Linked DNA regions of Mus musculus: region 1 is linked to region 2. A link is a contact called in public promoter capture Hi-C data. All regions are on one chromosome and are shown on one strand. Each heading gives the region's core, a stretch centred on a gene start, on an enhancer-like site or on the middle of the called end of the contact. The rest is flanking DNA. Distances are from core to core; before and after follow the strand shown.

What was found. Promoter capture Hi-C pulls out the DNA fragments that hold promoters and counts their contacts.
Region 1: a contact with region 2 is called in a promoter capture Hi-C map of pre-B cells, with 7 times the contacts expected there. The contact joins the enhancer-like site here to the promoter of Zcchc13 in region 2. A contact is called at or near these places in 6 of 39 promoter capture datasets (the 3T3-L1 cell line, cranial neural crest, hippocampal neurons and 3 more), 1 of 484 Hi-C or Micro-C datasets (nephron progenitors) and 1 of 115 datasets of contacts at active chromatin or transcription factors (astrocytes).

The regions. Positions count from the first base shown.
Region 1 is chrX:104,994,450-105,000,053 of GRCm38.p6, reverse strand. No RefSeq gene overlaps it. Among named protein-coding and RNA genes, the nearest start is that of Gm33486, 6.6 kb to the left of the region's middle. Within about 2 kb of position 1,608, at least 3 of the 459 cell types and tissues checked have an H3K27ac peak or open chromatin away from gene starts, as enhancers often do. A contact at or near this core is called in pre-B cells, where this site is marked.
Region 2 is chrX:103,628,039-103,632,951 of GRCm38.p6, reverse strand. It overlaps Zcchc13 (zinc finger, CCHC domain containing 13), which reads right to left and starts at 2,366. Exons shown (of 1, transcript NM_029158.2): 1 at 1,288-2,366. The coding sequence starts at 2,279. The coding sequence ends at 1,767.

The sequences.
Region 1 (5,604 bases), core at 359-2,858, 1.4 Mb before region 2:
TTTAGGCAGTCTCATTACTTGTGCGTTTGATACATATACTACATTCAGAGTGTGTTAGTTGGAGTTTTCTTTACCATAATGTAGTACCTCACAGAACAACTTAAAAGAAGGAAGAATTTATTTTGACTCACAGGTTTTGTTGTTATTTTTAAATTAAATTTAATTCTATGTATAGGAGTGTTTTGCCCTCACGTATGTCTGTACAACATGAGTATGTGTGCGAAAGGCCAGAATAGGGAGCTTCAGGTGGTAGTGCACCACTGTGTAGATGCTGGGAATTGAACCTGGGTCCTTCAGAAGAGCAGCGAGTTTTCCTAGCCACTGACTGAGCCATCTCTTTGACTCCTTGGCTTACCACTTTCCAGGCTTTCAGCCCTTTCATGGAAGGGAATATGTAGTCACACCAAGGCAGTCAGGAAGCCAAGAGAACATGTCTGTGCTCTGGGCTTTCTCTTTTTCTTCTTTTATTCCACCTGATCCCAGTCTGCACCCCACATTCAGGTTAGGAAGCTCAATTTCACTGTTGTAATTATTTTCCCTTCTACCTCCTCCCTTAATTAATCCTATTTGGAAACAGCCTCAAAGGTATACCCAGAGGTGCACTTTACTAGTCTCCTTGGACTTTACCTATCCAACAGACAAAATGAACCATCACACAAGAGGGTGATGCTTCCTTCCTCTTTGAGAATTGTGGACACTCAGAGCATAATCTGTATTCTGATAATTACAATATGGTATTAAGGTATTGCTGACATTTTATGTAAATCTCTGTATAAAAATTTCCAAATATAAAATATCAAATCATATCATATGTAGGTTTTCTAATCACTCTAAGTTAAAATTAAATAACATTAAAGGTGTTTATAATATACTCTGGATATATTTATTATTCTCTCATTACTGTTTTTTCAACTGTATTATTTAAATAGTTTTTGTGTGCTTGAATTTAACTTCACTTAAATGCATTTTTTTTAATGGATGGACAGAATTCTATCCCTCGCAAATTCATAAGGTGAAGTCCTATCCCCCATCAACTCAGAATATGATTGAGTCATGTGGATGGCCCAAATTCTGTAAGACCTGTGTCCTTACAAGAGAATATTAAGACACACACGCATATATATGTGTGTGTTCATAGAGAATACCCCATATGATGGCACAGCGGGATTATGGCCATCTGCATGTGTGGAGAGAGGTCTCAGAAAAAACTAAAGTGACCAACACCTGAATCCCAGCATCTGCCTCCCCTTTTTGAAAGCTGATAATTTTTTGCTGTTAACTCACCCATCATGATGTTTTTGTTATGACAGAGAAGTAAGCTAGAACACTTTTCAAATTCACATATGCTACTTGCATAGTAACATGGCCAATTTTCTTGGTATTATTTAATTTTAGCATGTGAGCTATCAAAGTCCACAAGAATTCTACTTTGTTTTCATTGGAAGCTATGCCCTTCATATAAAACTCCATAGGTTATCTTCAGGAACCCCTTTCTCCTGTTAGTAGACTGTGGAAGATGTAAGAAATTGTGGCAAAATGGAGAGAGGTCCCATCCTACCCTCATCTCCGCAACTGTTCAAGCAGAGAATGCAGCTTGTTTCTCTCTAGTCACGCTGAAAAACCACTTCCTGGGAACTGGCGATACTGGGTGAGAAGACAGAGAAGGTTGGTCATTAATGTGCTGGCTTGGGTCACTACGAAGTCTTTCAAGCCCCTCTGCACCCGGAGGTCATTTTCCTTCTTGGTAGTGCCGCTGTTTTCATAATTGCTTCCTTCTTTGACCTTTTCCTCTAATAAACTGAATTTGGAGTTAGACTCCTCAGTGTGTCCCCTTCAGGGTCCTAGGTTTTTTCTTGTTTACCCAGTGCACATGAAAATGTTATAAAATAACACTCAAACAGAATGTGAAAGGAATAAGATTTTTAGTTAGAAAAGTAGAACACCAGATAGTGATAACTCAAGAGGCTTTTAGCCTCAGGTCTCTAATTATTTTTCTGGTCTCTGTTAGGTTTTTCTTTTTTCTTTTTAGTACTGGCAAAACAGAGTCTGTTTCTGTAATCCCCATCCACAACATTCATCTGCATTACGAAGAAATTACATAAAATATGTGAACACAGGAAAAAAAACCAGTTTATTTAGTTTTTACCAAATCTAGTGATAGCCATTTCTGTTGGATCTCAGCCTTTCCCATAGGACTGCTACAATTTACAGGTGTAATGAAACAAAAGCCAGAAAAAACGCCTGTGTAGCTGTAGTATCCTTATTGGACCTAGGAAACCAGCCTTTCTCCCAGCTCGGGGAGTCAAATGTTCTAGGGCTAGAGCATTCAGAAGGGGTTTTAAAGGCATCATAATATAATTTAGACTTTTGCTGGGTGATTTTTTTTAAAACAAGACTCTGGATTGGGTGCTATAAAGAAGCAGAGATTAATGGATGGTTATATATGTTAATATATCTTATAGAGAGAGCTGACTAGTCTGGGGCTGAAGTTGAATTGTAATTGGTAAAGAATAAGAATCATTCATCTATTAACTGAGGGAAGGAGTTTTAGTATTTCATAGGTTACAACATTTCCTTGTATTTCCTTGTGGTTAGGCAAATTTACAGAGCAGTCTTGTCCTCACATTCTTTTTTCAAAAAGGCCTTATCTGGTGCTGATATTTTAGGAGCTACTTTATGTCTGCTAGAGAGTAACTCGGCCTTGCTATGAGCACTAGGAAAGCTTTCAACAGCTGTCAGGCCAATGTTTGATTATTAGGGACTGATTTTTCTTACTCATGTTTAAACCAGTACAATAACAACATCAAAAAGCAATGCAATTTTAGAATGGGGCACAGAAGCAAATAGAGTTCTCAGAAAATGAAATACAAATGACTGAGAAGATTTAAAAAATGGTCAGCACCTTTAGAAACACTTAAAAATGCTCAACATCTTTAGAAACACTTAAAAATGTTCAATCACTTTAGGCATCAGGAAGATGCAAATTAAAACAACATTGACATTTCAGCTTACCCCAGTCAGAATGGCTAAGATCCAAAAAAGAAAGAAAAAGACTATAAATGTTGAAGTAGATGTGAAAGGGGGGCACTTACTGCTTGTGGGAGCATGAACTGGTGGAGCCACTATGTAATCAGCTGTAGGTTCCTCACAAAGCAAAACTTAGATCTACCATATGATCCAGCTATGCCCTTCTTGGGTGAATACCCAAAGGACTTTGTTTCCTACTCTAGAGACACTTGCTCAGTCCTGTTTAGCTCTCTTCATAATAATCAGGAAATGGAAACAGCCTAGATGTCCATCAACTGATGAATGGATAATGGAAATGTACATCTATATAATCAAAGAGTGCTCAGCCATTACAAAAAACAAAATTATGAAGTTTGCAAGCAAATAGAATTGGAAACAATCACTAGGTGTGAGATGACCCATACACATAAGGCAACCTTCACATGTTTTCTGTTACTTACAGATGTTAGTTTCAAATCTTTAGCTATGTATGTTTCATTTGAAATACCCATATAGAATACCCAATTCCATCAGGAAATTAGGAAGAGGCTGGGGGCCTTTCCAGGGAGGGGAATTAGAACTCAGTGGCATAAAGGGCTAATGGGGAATAATTGAACAAGAGGGGTTAAGTTGGGGTGAGGGTGGGAGTGCAGGGTAGAGAAAGTGACATGGGGAGAGATAAATACCACTAAAGACCTTTCAAAAAAGTCATGTGGAAAGTTACTGCTGTAGAACCTTCCTAAAATATATGCATACACATACATAAAACGAGTTAAAAATGGAGTTACTCTGCAATGGGATCATGATGTCCCTTCCGGCTGGAAAAAGTTAAAATTGCCAGTGCCGAGAATGGGTTTGCTCTTTTGGAATTGTTAGACAATGAGGCTCCATAGACCACCTCCCCAAAGTTCGAGCTATTGATGATGCTATTTAGTCACCCTGCAGAACCTCACAGTAAGATCCTATTGCTAAAGACACCACATACTTGAGTTAAAGAACATGGATAAATCAAGGTAGTGCTAACCTGGAAGCTTCATCCCTACTGGGGTAGCTTTCATGTGATGGATGATGCTATTCATGCTACTGAAAGATAAAAAATCATTAGTTTTACTCACCTATGAACCCTGTGAACCACAAACTGGTCTGTCAAGACATATCCATTAGCAGAACAGTGGGATGAACATCATGGAAGTAGCCAACCACTTTCTAATTGGATTTAAGCCCTGATCTACAAGATGAAGCCCATATCACTGGCACCATTATTGTGCCAAGAACTTGTGGCTATAAAGGCTCTATGCCCTAGGAGAGAAACATAATATTAAACCAACTAATAATGACTTATCATTATACTTATAGATTAATGCATCCCTCAACTCTTATCAGAGAAGCTTTTATTCGCAATAAATGGTACTTAACACAGAGACCTACAACTGGTCAACGTACAGAGAATAATAGACTGTGCAATGTTGAACCCTAAACAGAACGTCTATTGTTACACCCCTCCTCGCAAGGCTCAGGGATCATTGTGAAAGTAGGGGAGAAATTAATGTTAGAGACAGTTGTAAAGGATAACTACACAGAAATAGCATCTCTTGGCACACAGTAGGACAGTTGCAATGTGAACTTTGAGTGATTACGATAGTATGCACAAGACCCATGCAAGCTTAAGCTATACTAAATCCCATCAAGGAAAGGAGAGATGATCATGAAGTCTCACTCCTACCAGAAGAGCTATTGGCAATTCATAGCTGATAAGATAACGAAAATTAGTTTACTGTAAGGCTAATCCCTGGTAAGCTGACCCATGTTCCAGTAGAAAGTGGTATGTCCAAGAATATATGTGAAGTGGAAAGTTAGTTATGTCAAATGATGCTTTTCTGAGGCACACAGGTGAAAGGATGTCTTGCTAAAGCAAATAGGTGAAAGACTTTTTCTGAAGCAGACACAGGTGAAAGGATGGAAACAGCAGACACACGACGAGCACTGAGCCTTGGTTTGGTTTGCTCTACTTCGATATTCTTTGCTAACAACACACATGTATTGATTTGCCTTACATAGCATCGTTGAGCTTAACTTGTGAAAACATCACCATTGAGAGAAACTTGCCAAAGAACTGCTTTGGAGGTTCCTGAGGCAGTTTGCCTCTTCAGGGGCCTTGTCTCAGGCTGGTTGGCAAGCCTAGTGGTTTCTTCAGGATTGAACTACAGCTGCTTGGTGTCTGCTTGCTGAAGCTGCTGGTTCATGCCTGGTGTCTGCCTGCCTAGACGACTGGTGTGCAGCTGCTAAGTCATATTTGGTGTTTGCTACAGGACTAACCCAAGAAGATCAAGTTCACCCCCAAAGTACTATTGCTGAACAAGTCCACTTCCCCCATATCCTTTTTCTCTTCCACAACTTCTGCTGTGTGGTGGGCTACAGGAGAGGTTGAACCCTTATTAAAACTAGGTTGCAAAAAATTATGTGTGTGTGTGTGTGTGCTCACACATACGTGCGCACAGCACAAATTCAACTTGGTGGGTTAAAAAAGAAGAAAATACAAAGTCAGGAGATATGCTGGCAAGTTTTATGTCAACTTGACACAATCTTGAGTCATTTTAA
Region 2 (4,913 bases), core at 1,117-3,616:
AGACCCATGTTGGGCACTTCTCAACCATCTGCAAAAGGCAGCTCCAGAACTCAGAAGGCACCTGCACTCACATACACCACATACATATACATAATTCATATTTTAAGAAATATTTTTTAAGAAGGAGAGCTGGAAAGATGGCTCAGTGCTTATGAATACCGGATGTTCTTCCTGAAGACCCAGATCGATTCCAACCCCTGCCCCCATACATGGCAACTCACAACCACCTGTAACTCCAGCTCTAGGCGATCTGATGTCCTCTTCTGGCTTCCATGGCTACTTCATGCATGTGAAACACAGACATACATCCAAGTGAAACAACCATAAAATAGAAAATAAATAAATCATTTAAGTTATATAAAATAAAATAATTTTGATGCTTCTACCTTTCTCAAAATGATTCATACACATTATACTACTATTTTGTGGTTTATAACTGAATGTACACTGTGTGAAAGGTAAGAGGTTTATAATTTCTAGTTCCTGGTAGGCATGATAGCACATACCTCTAATCCCAGCATTTAGGACGCCAAAGCAGGAGGATCACTGAGTTCAAGATCAGTCTGGTCTATGTAGCAAGTTCCAGGACAGCCAGGGCTACACAGAAAGATCCTGTCTCAAAAAAAAAAAAAAAAAAAAAAAAAAAGAGGGAAAAATTGGGTTCTTCTTATTAGTATTATTTTCGTTCCTATTATGAGTAGTTTGTATGCAGTGTGGCACGTGCCTGTAAGAAGACAGTTTTGTGGAGTTGGTTCTTTACTTTCTCCTTTAGGTAGGAACCAGACAAGTGGTCAAGCTCACACCACCAGGTAGCAAGCAAGCGCTTTTACCTGCTGAGCGGGGCCAGTTTCCTTTCACTGGCCTAAGATGGCTTTCAATATTATTTAAAAGTTAACAAGATCAGAGCTGAGTGTGGTGTTTCATACCTGTAATCTCAGTATTTGGGGCACTAAGACAGAGAGAGATGTATGCTTCAGGGGGTCAATTCTGCGATAGCATGAGCTCTTTTTTTTTCTCCCGAGACAGGGTTTCTCTGTGTAGCCCTGGCTGTCCTGGAACTCACTCTGTAGACCAGGCTGGCCTCGAACTCAGAAATCTGCTTGCCTCTGCCTCCCAAGTGCTGGGATTAAAGGCGTGCACCACCATGCCCGGCTTGAGCTCTTGATAAAATAAAAAATCACTTAAAATAAAACCAACCAACCAAAAAGCTGACAAAATGAAATAATCTAAAAGTTATCAATATAATAAAACTAAATATAAAAAGCTATCAAAGTCATCAATGTTTTCAGAAACACTTTTATTTGCTCTAAAAGTCTCTGAAGAAATGTTACTTCCTCAAAATGTTCTTGCCCCCACCACCAAGGAAGTAGTTTCTCTTCTTATTTTAGTCAGTTGTCTCTCGCTTCAAAGCAGTTTATCTCTATCTGACATACATATATAGTATTTGTTAGTAAATTCAAAGACGATGTTCCAAGCTTGCTGTAATTTTTCACTATCAATTTCTAATTTAGTGTGTCAAAACGAACCGTACTCAAAGGATCCACTAGTGTCCAATTCAAAAATGGCTGTGCCCTATCTGAACTTCCTCATGGCAACCAAATAGCATATTGATTATAACATTTTTGACATGTTTCCCCCCCAGTCTTTTCTTGCTTTAAGATGATAATTATAATGGTATAGGAGTAGCTTCCATCTATCACGTTTTTGATTAGCAAAGAAATGTTAGAAACAGCGTACTTAGTAAAGGATGGCGTTTAAGGGGGTTACTAAGCGGTAGCCTCAATGGGGCATTCCCGAGCCAGATGTCCAGACTCTCCACAGCGGTAGCAGCTGACTTCGCTCGTCTTGCTGCAGTTCACCGCCATGTGGCCATTCTCACCACATCTGTAGCACTTAATTTGGGTACAATCTTTCTGGATGTGCCCAAATTCACCACAAGTGTAGCATTTCTGTTCTTCTTGCCGGTTGCAGTCCCGAGCCAGATGACCAGGCTGACTGCAGATGTAACAGCACTGCTCCCTCTCTCGTTTAGCCTGGGTACAGTCCTTAGCTATGTGTCCTCTTCTCCCGCAGTTGTAGCAGGTATCCTGGAGAAGATCACAGTCCTTGGCGTAGTGACCAGTTTCACCACAGCGATAACAAACATCGGACTGGTTGGCGGTGCTGCACTGGGGACCTCTGGTACGACCTCTTGCTGTTCGCCCTCGGGTTCCTCCCTTAGGACACTCCCGGGCCCAGTGGCCAGAGTGTCCACACTTGAAGCAACTTTTACTGCTCATGGGTACGGTGAGATCTTCCGGTGAGCAGGCCCACACCCCACTGCCACGGGCCCCGAGGCTACCTGCCTAGGATGGCTTAGATGGAAATGGTCGCTTTTCCTGGCAGGCCTCTGTGACGTTAATGAGCTTTGCACACGGCCTCAATGGCCACGTACATCACAAAGCCTTTGGGCTTTTTTTTTTTTTTTTTTTTTTAAGTTTTTTTCAAGAGACTGGCCTCGAACTCAGAAATCCGCCTGCCTCTGCCTCTTGAGTGCTGGGATTAAAGGCGTGTGCCACCATGCCCCACACTTTTCTATTTTATTTTAATTTAGTTTACTTTAGGTTGGTTTAGTTTTAGTTTTCCCAGACATCCCGATATCATCTCACCACCTACTCCAGCCTCGTCTTGAACTCAAGATTCTTTTCCCTGGGCATCATGAGTGCTAGGGCTACATATATGTACTGTTACACACGCCTACCTTTTTTGGGGTTGGTTTTCAACACTTGAGTTACTAAATTTGGGGATGAATCTCTTTCTGTTCAGGAATTCTGACCTGTAGAATATTTCCTAATTCAGTTAGTCCCTTTAGATGTGGTGGCACAGGCCTGTAGTCCCAGACTCAGGAGGCCTACACTACAGTAACATTGGGTACGTAACAAGAAAACTTGATTACTTCCTAAATCACAAAGAAATCCCTTTGCATATTTGTTATGTTAGCTTAATTCACTAATTTGAGGCAGGGTCTTGCTGTGCAGCCCTGTACTACCTGAGACTCACAGTTTAACACACTCTATTGTTAGTTTATTGCTGCAAACTTAACTTGCCTGTTTTGTGGAAATGAGGGCTTTTCAAATAGCCTAGCTTGCCTTCAAGTAATTGAGAATGAACTTCTGATCCTTCTGCCTCTACCTCCAATACTACTAGTGTACTAGGACTACACGAATGGGCTGCCATGCCTGACTTGCCATCTTAACTTTCAACAGAAAAGCACTATTTAGGTTAGGAAAGAACAAAATGGGGGAAGGGAGGAGGGGACAGGGGATTTTTGGAGGGGAAACTAGGAAATGATGGGATAACATTTGAAATGTAAATAAAGAAAATACCTAATTTTAAAAAGAAAAGAATTTTAAATAAATAAATTTAATTTTTTTAAAAAAAGAGCAAAATTGTAGCATTCAATATAAAACCAATGTTATTGCTTGGAAAATATATGCAATTAAAAGGAGTTGGGATATAGCTCACCTATTTGTTTAGGCCATGGGTTTGATCCCAACCAAAACAAAATATAAATGCAATCAGATATTGGATTTCTTGTCTCATAGGTGTATTCCCTACTGTTTATACCTTATATATGTACATGTACATTTAAACAAATACAAAAGTATTAGGGCTAAGAAAATAGCAGTCTTTTAATTTTTCTCTTTTCTGGTTTGATTTAAAAAAAAAAAGATTTACACCAAAAGAATGTATCAGACCCCATTACAGATGGTTGGAAGCCACCATGTAGTTACTGGGAATTGAACTCAGGACCTCTGGAAGAGCAGTCAGTACTCTTAACCTCTAAGCCATCTCACCAGCATGCTTGGTTGGTTTTTCAGTCAGGGTTTCATGAAGGCGAAGGTGGCCTTTACCTTTATTCTCTCACTGCTGCCTCCCAGTGCTGGGCTATAGGCATGCAATACCACACTCAACTTTAGGTGAATGTGTATGTATGTGTCTGTGACACTGGAGGCCTAACTAGGTCTTACACATGTTAGGAAAGCACTCCACTAGTGGGCTATATCCCCAGCCTGATAGTCTGTCTCCTTTCTTTATTTTAATGGTGTTATACTAGAGTATGCAGCTAGGGCTAGGTTTAAATGATTTTACTGCCCCAGCCTCTCCAAAGGCTAGAATTCATGGCAATCTAACCTCTTGACCTTCTTTATTGTATGTATGTATACATGTGTGTATGCATGCAAGCATGTGTAATAAATAATATCTGATGGTTCATTTTCAAAATAACTCCTCAAGACAGTCAGCTTTGGTAGAACTAGAGAGGAAGAGGAAACACTGGGCCCCTACATTGGAGCCTGCTTAAGTTAACTACCCTCCCCCAATTTCTGCTAGTCTAAGCACCAGCTTCCCAACTAAAACTTTAGAGTGCAAGTGCTTGCTGACAAGAGCCTGATATGGTTGTCTCTTGAGAGGCTCTGCCAGAGTCTGACAAGTACAGAGGAGGGTGCTTGCAGCCAATCACTGGACTAAGCATAGGGTCCCCAGTGGAGGAGTTAGAGAAAGGACTGAAGAAGCTGAAGGGGTTGGAACCCCATAGGAAGAACAGCAATATGAACCAACCAGACTCCCCACGGCTCCCAGGGACTAAATCACCAACCAAGGAGTCCACGTGGAGGGACCCATGTCTCTAGCTCCATATGTAGCAGAGGATGGCCTTGTTGGGCATCAATGGGAGAAGAGGCCCTTGGTCCTGTGAAGGCTGGATGCCCCAGTGTAGCGGAATGCTAGGGCAGGGAGGTGGGAGTGGGTGAATGGGTGGAGGAGCACCCTCATAGAAAGAAACAGGAGGAGGAGGGATGGGATAGAGTGTTTCGGGGGGGAATCATATTTCCTGGGAGAAAATCATATTTCCTGGGGAAATATCTAATAAAAAA